2 separate regions of the Mus musculus genome follow, and region 1 is linked to region 2. The links are chromatin contacts, called in public capture Hi-C maps. All regions are on one chromosome and are shown on one strand. The core of a region is the stretch at or near the end of the contact, and the rest is flanking DNA. Distances in the headings are between cores, read along the strand shown. Region 1 overlaps Cracdl (capping protein inhibiting regulator of actin like). Region 2 overlaps Zap70 (zeta-chain (TCR) associated protein kinase).

Region 1 (7,293 bases), core at 2,033-4,532, 900 kb before region 2:
AAACTGTGTGACCATCACACTTTTGCTTACTGGAAGGGGAACGTTGAGAAGTGCCCAGTATTCTTGTTTATTTGTGGGATCCTGCCTGCCCTCCTTGGTCCCTTTCCTGTGCATCAGGCAATGGAGGAATATAGTAGTTCTCCCTAGGGAGCATTGTGCCCACTGCGGTGACGCAAGTGACCCTTGCCAGTGGAGCTGTATTTCTATCTTAGTAACTGTGCTCAACTTGGTGCTAGGGCGTACGCAGACGCCATCAAGCATATTAGTACCATCTTTGGAGACTTTTAGTCTGAGGAGCCAGCTGGACCCAAGAGACATTCAGTGCTGAGTGGCAGGGGCCATCAGCATACTGTGGCCACCCCCGCTGAAACAGTTAGGAAAGGGGGAGGCTTGCTGCCTTTTTTAGGCCTTTGCAATACAGAGGCTGGAGTGATTTGGAATTATTAGGTGTTTGCACATAATGAGCCAATGTGTCTCCATATTGCTCCATGTCCCCGCTCTCCAAATGTGATGCTTCAAAATCACAGACGAGGGAGATATTTATGTCACACCAAACCAGCCCCCGGTTCTGAATCACACGGGGGCACTTTGTCAGCGGATCTTACCAAATGAACAAGACAAAATGAACTCTTTGGAAATAATTTTTATCTTAGCTGTTTAGAAGAAAGTTTAACTTGACAAAGGCTGCTAAAACGGAGGTGCTATGTGCTAAAGCTGTGGTCAGGGGACAGGGGACAGTTGGGGGGGGGTGGCTATTCCAAAGTGAGGACCGTGAAAGAGCCATATGGAACACCACTAGTCTGTAAGCCTATTAAACATATTTTAATAAAGTTTGACCAAAAGTACCCCATATTAATAAACGATGTTGCTCTCAAGACATGGGCCATTAAAAGAAAATCTCAGTGCCAGGCAAGCCCCTACAAGTTACCAGTCTGAGAGGTTTCTGAGACACGCACAACATAGCCTGTTGCTATTGCTCTTGGCTGCCCACTGTCACTGGATGGCAAGATATTATTGCTGAATATACCATGTACTTTGGTTATAGGACACAGAGAAATCAACCTCAAAGTGACAAAGACACTCCATGCTGTCCAGCTTTCACAGTCCCAGAAAGTGCTGTGCCAGCTGCACAGTGGCCTTACCCAACGCTGTCCCTGCATGCTACAACGTAGGCCTAGCTGTGCCCACTGGTTAACAGTGATAAAGATCGTTTATGGTGTCAACCAAGTGTTGTCTTGATTGGATTTGAGGCTTCCTCCACAGGAGGGATTTCATGCCTGGTTATGTAAATGTGGTCAGAATTCATGACCAGAGACATTGTGGGTCTTGACGGACAACTGTTGATGTTGCTTTTTCTAAATGGTCACTTCGTCAGACTGCGTATATATATCTCTGAGCTTCTCCCACCCTTGGTCAGAGAAGCATGCTACTGCAGGGAGTGGTAGTTAATGCAGAGACCCTTTACTGTTCAAAGATAACTGACCGGGTGTGCCTAGCTATAGATGGAACAGCTATCTGATATTCCCATATCCCCTGCACGACCAGGGACCATCACAGAAGAGGGAGCATAAAAATGTAAAAGACCGCCATGCAGTGCTGCCTCTTGGACATGACTATTACACACAGAACTCACAACAGAGGTTCAACCAGCACAAGACCGAGTCAGTTAAAATCCCCAGCTCAGAGCAGGGAGGAGCTCCCTGGGCCCTACCTCTACTTGACAAGCTATAGGCAGATGATGGCGGCTGTGAGCAGGAGACTCGCTTCTTCAAATGAGTGTGACCACTGGTGACTTCTCCACGGCCCAGGGGATGAACCCATTCCCACGTGCAGATATATGGGCAATAGTAATTAGACTCAGTGGGTTAAAAATAATTATTTAGGGAAGACATGAAGTTGGGAGGGAGACTAGATGTGGGTGGGGGAAATTTGGACCTGAGCATAGTGTGTCTATGATGGAGATACATTGTTGCGTGTGTGAAATTTCCAAAGAATACAGTTTGTTTTTTAAAGATTAATTAATTAATTTGAGTACATTATAGCTGTCTTCAGATACAGAAGAGGGCATCAGATCTCATTCCTGATGGTTGTGAGCCACCATGTGGTTGCTGGGAATTGAACCTAGAACCTCTGGAAGAGCAGTCAGTGCTCTTAACCACTGAGCCATCTCTCCAGCCCTGTTTGTTTATTTTTTAATGAATGCAGGTTTGCTCTCTGCTGACCGCTCTCTGATGAGGTTTCCTGAATCATAAGGTGTTTACCAAGCCTCTGCTGAGTGTAGAAATTAGGACATCAAAGGTAAAAGGACTCAAAGGCCAGGAGAGTGATGTGTACAACCCGAAATGCCAGTAGGTAGGGAAGCTTGCTGTTGCCCTGGGAGGGGAAACATTTCTTATGGCCGAGCTGCTGGGCAAGGCAGAGCACTCACGCTTCACCTGGAGGCCATGCAGAACACTAGGTGTGGCAGTCGGGGGAACTCAGCAAGGATGGTAGGAGGGCATTTGTGGTACTGCCATGAATGTTCATTTTTCTGGACAACAAATCAACAAATATATATATATTGGGCTCATCTCAAGCATGTGTCATGTGTTGTCTAAAATAGCTTTACATAAAAAGAAGTCTATGCTGGGCTGTAGAGATAGCTCACTCAGTAAAATGAGCATGAAGAATTGGGTGTGGTTCCCAGAACCCACATTTAAGAAGCCATGTGTGGTGTTTCGATGTGTAACAAAGCAGAAGAGGTGGAGACAGGTGGAACCCCCCTCCCCACCCATTGCTTGCTGACCAGATACCCTGGCCTACTTGATAACCTCTGGGCTAGTGAGAGATCCTGTCATTTAAAATAAATAAATAAATAAATAAATAAATAAATAAATAAATAAGTGGATAGCACCTGAAGGAGCATACCTGAGATTGTCCTCCGGGATCCATATGTACACACGCACACACACACATATGCAGACACACCTGTGTGCAGTGCCCACTCCCCCACACACACGTACATGTATCTATGTGTGTTCACGAATGCAAAGAAACCTGTGCCAATTTTATAGTCCTTCAACTTTTTAAAAGCAATGTAACAGAGTCCAAGCAGTGTATACCACATGGGCAGAGGCAAGCTGTTTGTGTCTGTCACTCAGCTTGTGAGATAAGAAGGCTAGAATCCAGTTCTACAGATTTATCGTGACTTCTGCTAACATTGGTCACAGGTTTATAGCCATGAATGGGTCTGAGCACCCGGCAGTTAGTAGCTGTCTGGAGTACTATGCTGTGAGCAGTCCTGAGAATGATACTGTGATTGATTGCTGATGTCTGCCAAGGACAGTGAGAGGGTGGTGTCAGGCGGTGCCCTTTTGCCTCATCTTTTGTTATGGTTAAAAAGAGGCACCTCCTAAGGCAAAAACTGTGGTTGGTGGTGACTTTAAAATGAAACGCCCAACACATTCATTACAATTTATAGCCATTTACTGTAGTCTATGCATTCCATGCTGTGAACACAAAGCTGTCCCTCACTACATTCCAGTTCTTGGAGAGAAACACTGTCAATCAGGAATAAACCCACCTTAAACACCATCGGCTTGCAACAGGATGGGGAACGTGAACTCGGTTAACAGCTTTAAGCTGTGTGGTGCTTTTACAGGCTGCCTAAGATATTTTTAGGTTAAGTTAAAATAGAAGCTAATTTAATACCTTTTTAGCTGCTAACCCACCGAGGTGATTTCAGACTTATAAAGGCATTAAAATACTACCTCCATTTTTGCTGAGTTTTAAAAGGCAGGCAAATGAAGCTGTACAATTTGGGGTTTGATGATTTCATTATTTCTAAAAATCTTCATATCAGGTCCAAATTCAAATGTCCTTCCGAGATGATTCCTGGAAGGCTTTGCTCTTATGTGTGACAAGCCAGTTTGCAGATGTGTGTCTTACCCCAGGATCAAGCTGGTTGGGAGAAAACTTGGGATTTGACTAAAGCAGACCAACAGATGGACAGGTCATATTTATTGGCACAGTGCTCAGTATGTCTGAGAATGAATCGTTGGTGTTAGGGGCCACCCTCTAACCCACAGCCTACCAGCCTGCCTGCCCACCCACCCCACCAGAGCAAACGTAGACTCCACTAGCCAGCTGGTTCCTGTCACCTATGGACCTCGATTTCTGTCCTCCGTGCTGAAGCCTGGCCCTTCACTCTCTTGCTACACACTATTTCCAGTGGTCCGTGATGCTCCTGTTTGAGTCCTCTGCTCTCGTGTCTCATCCTCAGAGGAGTTCTTGCAGATAACAACACTGGATACCAGTTCTGCTGGGTGAGGGTCTGGGTCACACTCTGTCCATGGTCCCAGCCTCATGGTGCTTAGCTGCGGCAGCTGTGTAGAGGGACAGTGTGGGAAAGGACATTACCCTGGCTTTGCTCTGTATGTGCGTAATCTCCACATAGTGACTACACAGCTGAGATTACCCTGTGTTACATGTGCCCAGAGAGAGAAATGGTGGGTTCCCTGGAGTTGGGAGTGTCAGGAGGCTTTGCCTTCCTGTCCTGTGATCTGAGAGATGGAGTTGGGGTGACAATGGTTCTTCAGTCTATCTGTAGCTCCATCTGGAAGCAGCACTGTGGCAATCAGAGAGGATGAGCCTTTCTTTGTAAAAAGCAAAGGAAAACAAACAACAACAAAAATAACCACATCTGTCACTTGTACTTGGGCTGCCTCTAAAGGTAGGATGGTGGTAATATCCGGTGACAGTGGGAAGCTGGCCTCAGGACAAACAAAAGACACTACTAGTTGCATCTGCTCTTGCCTAGGGATTTTCCATGGAGCCCCGAACCCCTTCATTTCTGCAGTGGGGATTTCTCAAGGGTCTGAGAGGAGGCCACAGCACTTGGTCCCATCTTTAAGAAGTTCTTTAATGGTTTCCTTTGGATTCTGGGAGAGGGTAGCGTGCACTTGGCATATTGAGAGTAACTGATGCCATGTAGCCTGAGGGGTAGCAACTCCTGCAGTCTCCTTTTTTCCAGGAGGGAACTACTATAGAGCTTTCTCCTCTTCATCCTCCTCCTCCTCTTCCTCCTCATCTTCTTCCTCTTCCTCCTCTTCCTTGTCCTCCTCCTCTTCTCCCTCCTCCTCATCCCCTTCTCCTTGTCCTCCTCCTCCCCCTCCTTCTTCCCATCTTCCTCCTTGTCCTCCCCTCCTCTTCTTCCCCCCACTCCCCCTCCTCCTCTTCTTTATTTTTTGGCTCATGTTTCTTCTCCTCATCCTCGTCGTTTTTTGTTTTTTTTTTAATCTTATTTTATTTTAGAGTATGAGTGTTTTACCCGCGCGCGCGCGCGCGCGTGTGTGTGTGTGTGCGTGTGTGTATGTGTGTGTGTGTTTGTGCACCTGGTAGGTATCCAGGGAGATCAGAAAAAGGCATTGGGTCTCTTAGCACTTGAGTTGTGGTAGGTTGTGAACCGCTGAGTGACTGCTAGGAACTGAATCCAGGCGCTGTGCAGGAGCAACCACCCTGGCCCATTTCTCCTGCTCTCCCCTCAGGTTTCTCCACCCAAGTTATACACCCCTAGAAAGAACAATGGAAGCCTGTTCACGGGCAGGGCCTTATGGGAACTCTTTACATTTGGCTCAATATGTGTGCAGTCCGTGGCAAATTTGGAGTTTTTTGTGACAGCATTTTTGAGATATGAAGCAAGAGCAGGATATGTAACAAGCCAGGAGCTACTTGTAAAGGTTAATATGAGCAGCATTCATCCAAGGGATGATTCGGAAGCTAACTCGTGCATAAATGATATTGTAAACATCTCTTGATTAGTTTTCTAACTTAGCTAACTTTGCCGCTGTAAAACACTTAGACCCCCACAAACACACTTTCTCTCTCCCAGTGTTGTTTCAACAATGTGAACGTTCAGAATTTTAACACGAGGTAAAGCGCATAGCAATGTCGAGATGGCCATGCCTGAGTGAGTTTCCCTCCGAGGGGGTGGCTGTGTGGAGTGGTTCATGATGTGAGGGTCCTTCAGCCTGTTTTTCAGATGGCTGGACCCCGGGGGCTGCGTTCCTGCGCTGGGCCACTCCGGTTTGGGCCCTGTTTCTTCCCTCAGGTCAGAGCACAGCTGCTGCATGAAGCATGCAAGTTGAGCTGTCCCAAATCCAAGGTTCCAGGCTGCTGAGGGCAGGCGAACCAGCCTCCTCTGCGGTATAGTGTTCGAAGCCTCTCCACTCCAGGACTGCTTCCCCTTCAGCTCTGTGGCAGAGACAATGTCCCCAGTGTGGAGTTAGGACAAACTCCCCAGAGGAGAAATGACTGAGCCAGCAGGATGAGGCTCTAAAAGGCTTTTGATACAGACTATCAGATTGCCGAACCCGAAGGGATGGAACCTGACTGGTCCCTCAAGCGCTTGGCCAGTGTTTCTTAGCAGGTTGCTGCCATCTTAGGATAGACAGGCACTTGGGTCATGGACAAGCTTTGATTTGAGTATCAGATTTTCAGCTACTAGATCAGTGATCTTGTACCAGCTGTTCATCCTTGAAGATCCTGCGTCCTTCTCTTGTAAAACTGAGTTATAGCATCGAATCCCTGGTGGGTGTGGGCACTGGATGAGAGGGGATAGATATTCTCCAGGACCTGCTGTGTTTATGCTGATCCTTCTGAATAATGTGATCCTGGGAGCCTGGGATGTTACTATGGCTTGAATGTCCTCACCAAAGAGCAAGTTGGACTTTAGTCTCCATTGGGAGGCGTTATGAGATGGGCAAACTGGGGACTCGGCCTAGTGGGTAGAACACTTGCCTCAGAACCATGAGGATAGGAGTTTAGATGCTTGGAAACCCACATAAGTGCCAGGTGGGTGTGGCAGCCTGCCCGTAATCCCATCACTCTGGAGACAGAGAAAGGGGATCCTTGAGACAGGTTGACAAGCTGGATAGGTAAACTAGCAGAACCTGCAAGCTCTGGGTTCCAGTTTGAGGGCCTACCTCAATATATACGTGATTGAGGAAGACACCAGATTTCAACTTCTGGCCTATACACACACACACACACACACACACACACACAGGGTAGGGGGGAGAGATAGAGAGAGAGAGAGACAGACAGAGAGACAGACAGACAGAGAGAGAGAGAACTTGAAAGACATAGAAAAAGAGATGGGCAATAAAAAATAAGAATAAGTTGACCCATCTGTGGATTCATGGGTTACCGCCAGTGGATCTGTCATAAAAGCCACTTCACCTCTGTCTCATGTCTGCAACGCTCACAGGGTGGTGTCCTAGGCTGTGTCAAGACTCTTCAGAGTCACTGCCAACA
Region 2 (6,871 bases), core at 700-3,199:
CGTGCCGCAGGTGCTGGGAACCGCTGATCCCTCTCTCCAGTCTGGTATTATACACACTCTTCCCTTTCCACTGACAGCAAAGTCCAGGAGAGAATGCTATCTCTGGGGAGACCTGCAGGCTCTCAGCACAGACCACATTGAGGGTCAAGGGTTAGTTCTTCAAGCAGATCCTGGGAAAGGGAACAGCCCTGGGGGAGGAGGCGGAGCAATGATTCATCGCAGAGAGGCCCTAGGGACTGTCCCCCAGGCTACTTGATATAAACACTGGGCTTTCTGGGGTCACAGAGAGAGGCAGGCACCAACTCTCCTATCTGGATGCCTAGTGACTGGCTGATATCTGAATAACATTTATACTTAAAACACCCACACCCAAGCAAGGAAGTAGCACCTGGCCCTGGCTTTTGAATGTTCAGCAGGCTTCTAAAAAAAAAAAAAGAGCTTCAGACTCTGACTGTAAGAAACTCATGAATGACCCCTGCCATGGCTCAGACACACAGACACAGCATCAGCCTCCATGCCCCACCCACGCCCCCTCTGACCACGCCCTCACCTCCAGCTTCCAGGTCTGGCGCACATAGTCACACACCATAGCATCGCGCAGGAACACAAGGGCTCATATCTAACTTGCCTACGCTACTGCTCTACACACATTGATTCCTGAGATTCTTTACACAGGTCTCAGGCAGACACTGCTGGCATCTATAGAATAGATTCCTTCAACATCCTCCCTGTCTAATCCATACCATTGCCTGCTACCCAGCCCGTAGCCTACAGGCAGCAAAAAGCTAGGCTCAATGCAGGTGACTCCAGCTCTGGAGTCCTTCCAGTTCACTGTAAGGACTTTACCGTATCAAAGTACCTCTGCGCATGTGCACACAGACATATTTGCTCTTCGAGCCCACGTGCACACTCAGGTCTGCCTGCCCACCTGGCCCCCAGGATTTCAACCAATAAGCCCTGGCCCCTCATCAACTGCACTCCCATGCCCCACATACAGGAACTTGCCGTCGGTCTGCTGGCCGGAATAGAGTTTGCGCTCGGCCTCCTCACGAGTCAGGCTGCTGTGATACCAGGGCATTCGCTCGTGGGCTGTGGTAGCAATGAGCTTCTCCACCTGTGGGGCCTGGCTGATGATGGCCTGCTCTAGTGCATCGCCCTGAGGAGGAGGAAAGAGGAGCGTTATGGGAGTGGCCAAGTGGCCAGCCACCAGAACCCACTTGCTTGCTCTGTACTTTCCAGAACACCTGTTCCGTAAGAGGAACCCACCCACCTAGGCATCCCTAGAGTGTGTCTGAAAGCTGTTGGAGGAACCTCTGTCAGCTCTAAGGTCTCCTTCCTAATCCACCCAGGGAGGCACCGTGCCTAGGCTTCACCTTCTAGGCCAGCTTGAAGCTCATCAGCTTCAAGGTCCTACACAATTTCCTGCTCAAGCATAGCACATGCTGAGGACTACAGCCTATAGTCTCTGTCTGCCATCCTTCTGTAGGCCACAGGCCTGCCCTTCATGGTCCTCTCTGGCACCTTCAGGCGCATCATAGATGGTGAAGCACCACAGCATCATTCAGGCTGCGCAAGCCTGGACCTGCAAGTCCTCCTTCCAGGTCATGGGCTCAACTAGGGCCTCAGCATTCTGTCACTTCCAAATCCCAGGCCTCAGAGCATCTTGCAAGCCAATGAAGACACAGCATCAGCCTCCATGCCTCGCCCACTCCCCCTCTGACCACGCCCTCACCTCCAGCTTCCAGGTCTGGCGCACGTAGTCGCGCACCATAGCATCACGCAGGCAGTCGAAGACCCCGGGCTGTGGCTCCAGTCCGGGCGGCCGGTTACACGGCTTACGCAGGTTGCAGGGCAGCCCGTCGGGGTCCTGAGAGTAGAACTGGCAGAGCTCGGCCGGGCCGCAGTGCGCCTTCCCGCCCGCGATGGCGTACGTGCCGTTGAGTTGGCGCTCGATGGGGAAATGGTGGAAGCGCACGTCGTGCACCAACGACAGCACGTAGCCGCCCAGGGAGCGCAAACACTGGCGCAGGAGGAACAGCCCGTCGGCCATGCCTGCCAGCTTCAGGTGCTCCTCGGCCTCAGCCCGCGAGATGCTGCCATAGAAGAATGGCAGGTGCGCCGCGGGATCGGGCATCGCTGGACCCTGTGGGTGCAAAGGCGTTTCAGGGCCATCATGGTGCCTCATCTTTGCACGGGAGTCAGTTCCAGAGAGGAGCTACCCTGTCCTGGCACCCACTTCTGAAACCCACTTCTGACTTTTTGGGGACCTGTGCACAACATCCAGACACCCCGAAGGTCCCCAGGTCTGAACTGACCCTTCAGTTTCCAAAGATATGTCATTCCCTTCCCTTTCGAAGGCCACACACACACGGGAGGTGGCGGTCAATAGTGTGATAGGCGTGACCATTACCATTATAGATTGAAGTCTGGGTTTTAAAGAATGATATGAGAGAATGAGGTTACCATGGCTAGAAGGGCCTCCCCCTCTAGCTCAGAGCATGAGGATAAGGTGGAACCATCTCAAAAAAAAAAAAAAAAAAAAAAAAAAAAAAAACTTATAGGGGAAGCTGGACGGTGTTGGCCCACGCCTTTAATCCCAGCATTTGGCAGGCAGAGGCAGGTAGATCTGTGAGTTCAAGGACAGCCTGATCTACAGAGCAAGATCCAGGACAACCAAGGCTACACAGAGAAACCCTGTCTTGAAAAAATAAAACAAAACAAAAACAGGAGGGGAGAGTGTAAGGCAGAGCAAGGCTAACTAACTGCTCAGCAGGGAACCTGGCCCCAGTCTTCCCTGCTTCCCAGAGGATGCCCTTGGTCTCCTGTAATTCCCTTTGTCCCCACCCCTCTGCCTGCCAGAACCAGCTTCAGAAAGTAAGAGCTAATCTGACTATCCATCCATAGACAGATTGTTAAAAGTCAGGATTTTACTCTAATGTTAAGTCTGATGCAACCATGAGGACGAAATGGGGTTTGTGGTTAGGGAGAAGAGACAGAAAAGCATGGTGGCCCGAGTATGCTACCCCAGCGTTTGAGAGGCTGAGGCAGGAGGGTCACATGAATTTAAGGTCAGCTTGGGGTAAATGGATGGATAAATGAGTGGATGGATGGACAGATGGACAGATAGACAGACACATAGATAATAGATCTAAGAATGATAGATAGGTATATAGATACATAGAAACATAGATGATAGACAAATCTGAGACAGACAGATAGATAGACAGACATAGATGATAGATCTGAGATAAATATATGGTATATTGATACATACATGCTAGACAGATCTGAGGTAGATAGATGAACAAACAGGCAGACAGATAGACAGATAATATGATAGGCAAGTGATTTTAAATTGTCTACCCTGAACTCCCTGGAAGGCTGCTAGTATCCTGTATCTTGTTCAAGCTTGGGTTACACCAGTGTCTGAATTAATCAAATTTCAGTGTGCATTAAGATTTATTGTATCTGCTCCGTCAAGGAGAACCACACAGTGCTGAGCCCAGGTTGGCCTCAAAGTCACTATGTGGTTGAGACTGAACTCTTGATCCTCCTGCCTCCACCTCCCATTTACTGGGAATGTAAACCTGCACCAGTACACCGGGCTTAAAGGCATGTCCTAGGCAGGCCTTTGACCTGAGATCCCATCAGAGCCAGCTGTACTCGTGTGTGTGTGTGTGTGTGTGTGTGTGTGTGTGTGTGTGTGTGTGGTGTATTTCACAACATCTGGTTGAAAACACATTGCTGGGCTGGATCTATCACAGAACCTCTGCCTCATATGGGAAGGCCCAAGAAATGTGCCACCCCACAGGAGCAAGCAGCAGAGCCCTGTATTGCTCATGCTCCGTAGTGAAGTTATCATCTGTGACTCAATAATTCTTTCCATTCAATGTACATCTGCAAATCGTGGGGGGAAACACCATATTATTTTGAGGATTGCAAAGTTTAGCCCGAAGGTGAATTCTCAAATATGGAATCTGTGAATAATGAGGGCTGATCTCTCTGATAAGCTGATAAGCGGAGCAGAATGTGAGCTGCAGGACCCAGGGCTGAATGTGAGACCATTCACTCTTTCCACTCTCAGTATTCTTGCTTTTCTGCAATGTTGAAAACAATTAGCTTATCATAACAACTGCCTGTTACCTACTGAGCTGACCCGGGAAGACTCGGAAGCGACTCAGTGTCCTCCTTATGCAAATGAAGGCACCCGGGTATAAGGACAGGCTTGGTAACAGAGAAAGGCTGTGTCCGATAGGAGTGTCCAGGGAGGGGCAGGGATAGAGGCTGAAGCTGAAGAAGATACTTGGGTGGGGCAGGCTCCGGGGCTGCTGATCACATGACACAGAAGCAGCGAGGGAAGCTATGGACTACCCAGCCCCACAATAGTTAATTGCAAGCAGTGATCAGAAACCCACACCATCAATGGCACTGCAGTCTTGGTCTTTCCACTGGGAGAAGGGTAGTTTCCAAACTGGCCTGGTGATACACACTTGTGATCCCAGTACTCGGGAAGCTGAGCCTGTAGGACTGAGTTCCAGGCCAGTCTGGGATACAGTTAAGGCCCCTGAGATAATGAGACCCTGTCTCAGAAAACCAAACAATGAAAGAGAGGGAGGGGAGGGAGGGAGGACCCTTTAATGTTTTCAATTTTGTTTTATGTATATGAGTGTTTTTGTGTGCATGTATGTATGTCTGTAGATCATATGTGTGCCTGGTGGCCACAGAGATCTGAAGAGGGTGGGCGTTATAGACATTTATGAGTCCATTCAGATGTTAGCAATAAAACCCAGGTCCTTTGGAAGAGCAGCCAGTCTCTTCAACACAGAGCCATCTCTCCAGCCCCAAGAGAACCATTTTTAAAAAGAGTCTTTTCAGAGAGTATTTCATGAGACTACCTGAAACAAGCCACCAAGTTCCAGGCTCCTTAAAAAAAAAAAAAAATGGAACCTGATAGAAAAGCCTCCAAGGAAGTTTTATAGCAATTTTTATTTAAAACTGTCAAACGCTGAAAGTGACGTAAATATTTCTCAACAGGTAGAAAGAGGCAGGTGCCTCCAGTGTAGACGGCACAGCAGCATGCCCTGTGACCAAAGCAAAGAATGGCTGCCAACCAGGCTGTCAGAACTGTGGCAGGGAGTTCTGTCAGCGGCAACGGGTGGGGGCGACTACAGGGACCTGAAGGAATTAGAGAATAATCTACAGTTTGGCAAAAGTGGCTGCTTCTCCCCTGCACACATCTGTCAGATCAGACCTTTCCCACGGGCGGTCCGAAGACACCACTGGATGTAAACGACCTCCATTTTTAAACAAAGGGTGGGAAGAGCAGCTGGGAAGTTTAGACGTGTTCACGCCCTCAGTAAGAACAGAGGCAGGAAAACTTACAACAATCAGGTCGGCTTCCCTCCGGTCTCCATCTGACGACTCCCATTCTGGCTCTCATCTAGCCTGGTGCCCTGCTCCACCCCTAGCTAGGGAGGTACTAGGCAAGCACCTGCTGCTCCACGCCAGGTCCTCTGGGGAATGGGTGTCATGTCTCCTCCCTTCTGTTTGATCTCAGATCTCTGTGGTCCTCACAAAGTCTTTGGCTTGTCCTCTTTGGCCCTTATACTTCCTGTGTGTTCTTTGTGTTCTCTCTCTCTCTCTCTCTCTCTCTCTCTCTCTCTCTCTCTCTCTCTCTCTCTCTCTCTCTCTCTCCCTCCCTCCCTCCCTCTCCCTTCCTCTCTTTCCCTGTCTCTCCCCTTTCCCAGCCTTGCCCCCTTACTTGGTCATCCCACCATAGCTACCCAAACTATACATGCATCTCCCCAGAGCCAGATCTCTAACCTGATGCTGGCTTGTGTCACCACCATCTCCTTTGATCTCCACCAACTGTTTCTATTAATACAAACAGACCCAGATCTCAGCCGCAGAATGCCTGTGGTTAGCTGAGTCCTCCACTGTCTGTTTCCACTTGAGCTGAGCTCTGAGGCCTGCATGCTGCTCCTGGGTGATTTGTCACCATGGTCTCCTTTGCTCAAGAACCTACTATGGCTCCCTCATTGGATCAAAACTCCTCCACACTCTGCTCCAACCGGGCAGGGTTGCTTGATTTCCTTCAGACCCACTTCCAGATGTCTGTCTATGCAGGACTTTTCTGAGTTTGCCTTCCCTGGCCCTCTCCATCTCCCCAGATGCAGACAGCCCTTCCTGGAGGCTCCTAAGGCTGCTTTTCAGAGTATGAGGCTGCAGGATAGGACAGCAGGGGTCGGGGAGTGGGGACATGTTCTGGGGAGGGGGGGTCAGTAACAAGGATGGTCTCTGGAGCAGGAAGCTGTGGCAGGAAGCTGTCAGTCACACACTTTGAGCAGCTTTGTCCCACATGGCCACAGGTGCAGCCTGGGTAATCAGATGTTAGTTATAGAAGAGAGGCTGAGGAGGGCTGGATCTCGGGGTCTAGTACAAGGCTCTAAGCCAAGACTGGCATCTCAGACCAAAGGCCAAGGTGGCCCAGAGGTAGGAGTTTACCCTGTTTTTCCTCCATCCTTTGTCCCACTACTGTGACAGCCATCATGACAATCATGCCCTACCGACAGCCAGCCATCCCAGAGTTGCCTGCATCCAGGCATGTGTCTATATCCACCTTCCTAGCTTTCCTGGTTCATTCTCCTCGTATTCATGCAACATGGGAACCAAGTCTTTAGGGATACTGTAGTGAGAGATGCTGAGACCAGAGGAAGATGACAGAAAAAGGCAGAAGATGAAGGGCTAGGGGCAAGATGTTAGCAAAAGTCTTTGTCTCCCGCCTGCAACCAGGCCAGACCAGTGTGGTCCAGCTGCTCCCAGGAGCCAGCCGGCTCACTCGCAGCCTCCCAGTGCAAACCTGGACTCAGAG

Evidence for each region. Capture Hi-C pulls out chosen DNA fragments and counts their contacts.
Region 1: a contact with region 2 is called in a capture Hi-C map of embryonic stem cells, with 6 times the contacts expected there. The contact joins two enhancer-like sites. A contact is called at or near these places in 2 of 39 promoter capture datasets (embryonic stem cells and maxillary cranial neural crest), 1 of 15 datasets of contacts at CTCF or cohesin (large pre-B cells), 3 of 115 datasets of contacts at active chromatin or transcription factors (the SCID.adh cell line and embryonic stem cells) and 2 of 9 other capture datasets (embryonic stem cells and macrophages).

What each region holds. Positions count from the first base shown.
Region 1 is chr1:37,667,565-37,674,857 of GRCm38.p6, reverse strand. The region is part of intron 1 of Cracdl (capping protein inhibiting regulator of actin like); the gene reads left to right. 4930470B04Rik (a long non-coding RNA gene) reads right to left here. Exons shown (of 3, transcript XR_373326.4): 3 at 5,322-6,231. Among named protein-coding and RNA genes, the nearest start is that of Gm39628, 13 kb to the left of the region's middle. Within about 2 kb of position 3,282, at least 4 of the 459 cell types and tissues checked have an H3K27ac peak or open chromatin away from gene starts, as enhancers often do. A contact at or near this core is called in embryonic stem cells, where this site is marked.
Region 2 is chr1:36,766,074-36,772,944 of GRCm38.p6, reverse strand. Zap70 (zeta-chain (TCR) associated protein kinase) reads right to left here. Exons shown (of 13, transcript NM_009539.3): 2 at 1,733-2,143; 3 at 996-1,156. The coding sequence starts at 2,134. Among named protein-coding and RNA genes, the nearest start is that of Zap70, 7.7 kb to the right of the region's middle. Within about 2 kb of position 1,949, at least 23 of the 459 cell types and tissues checked have an H3K27ac peak or open chromatin away from gene starts, as enhancers often do. A contact at or near this core is called in embryonic stem cells, where this site is marked.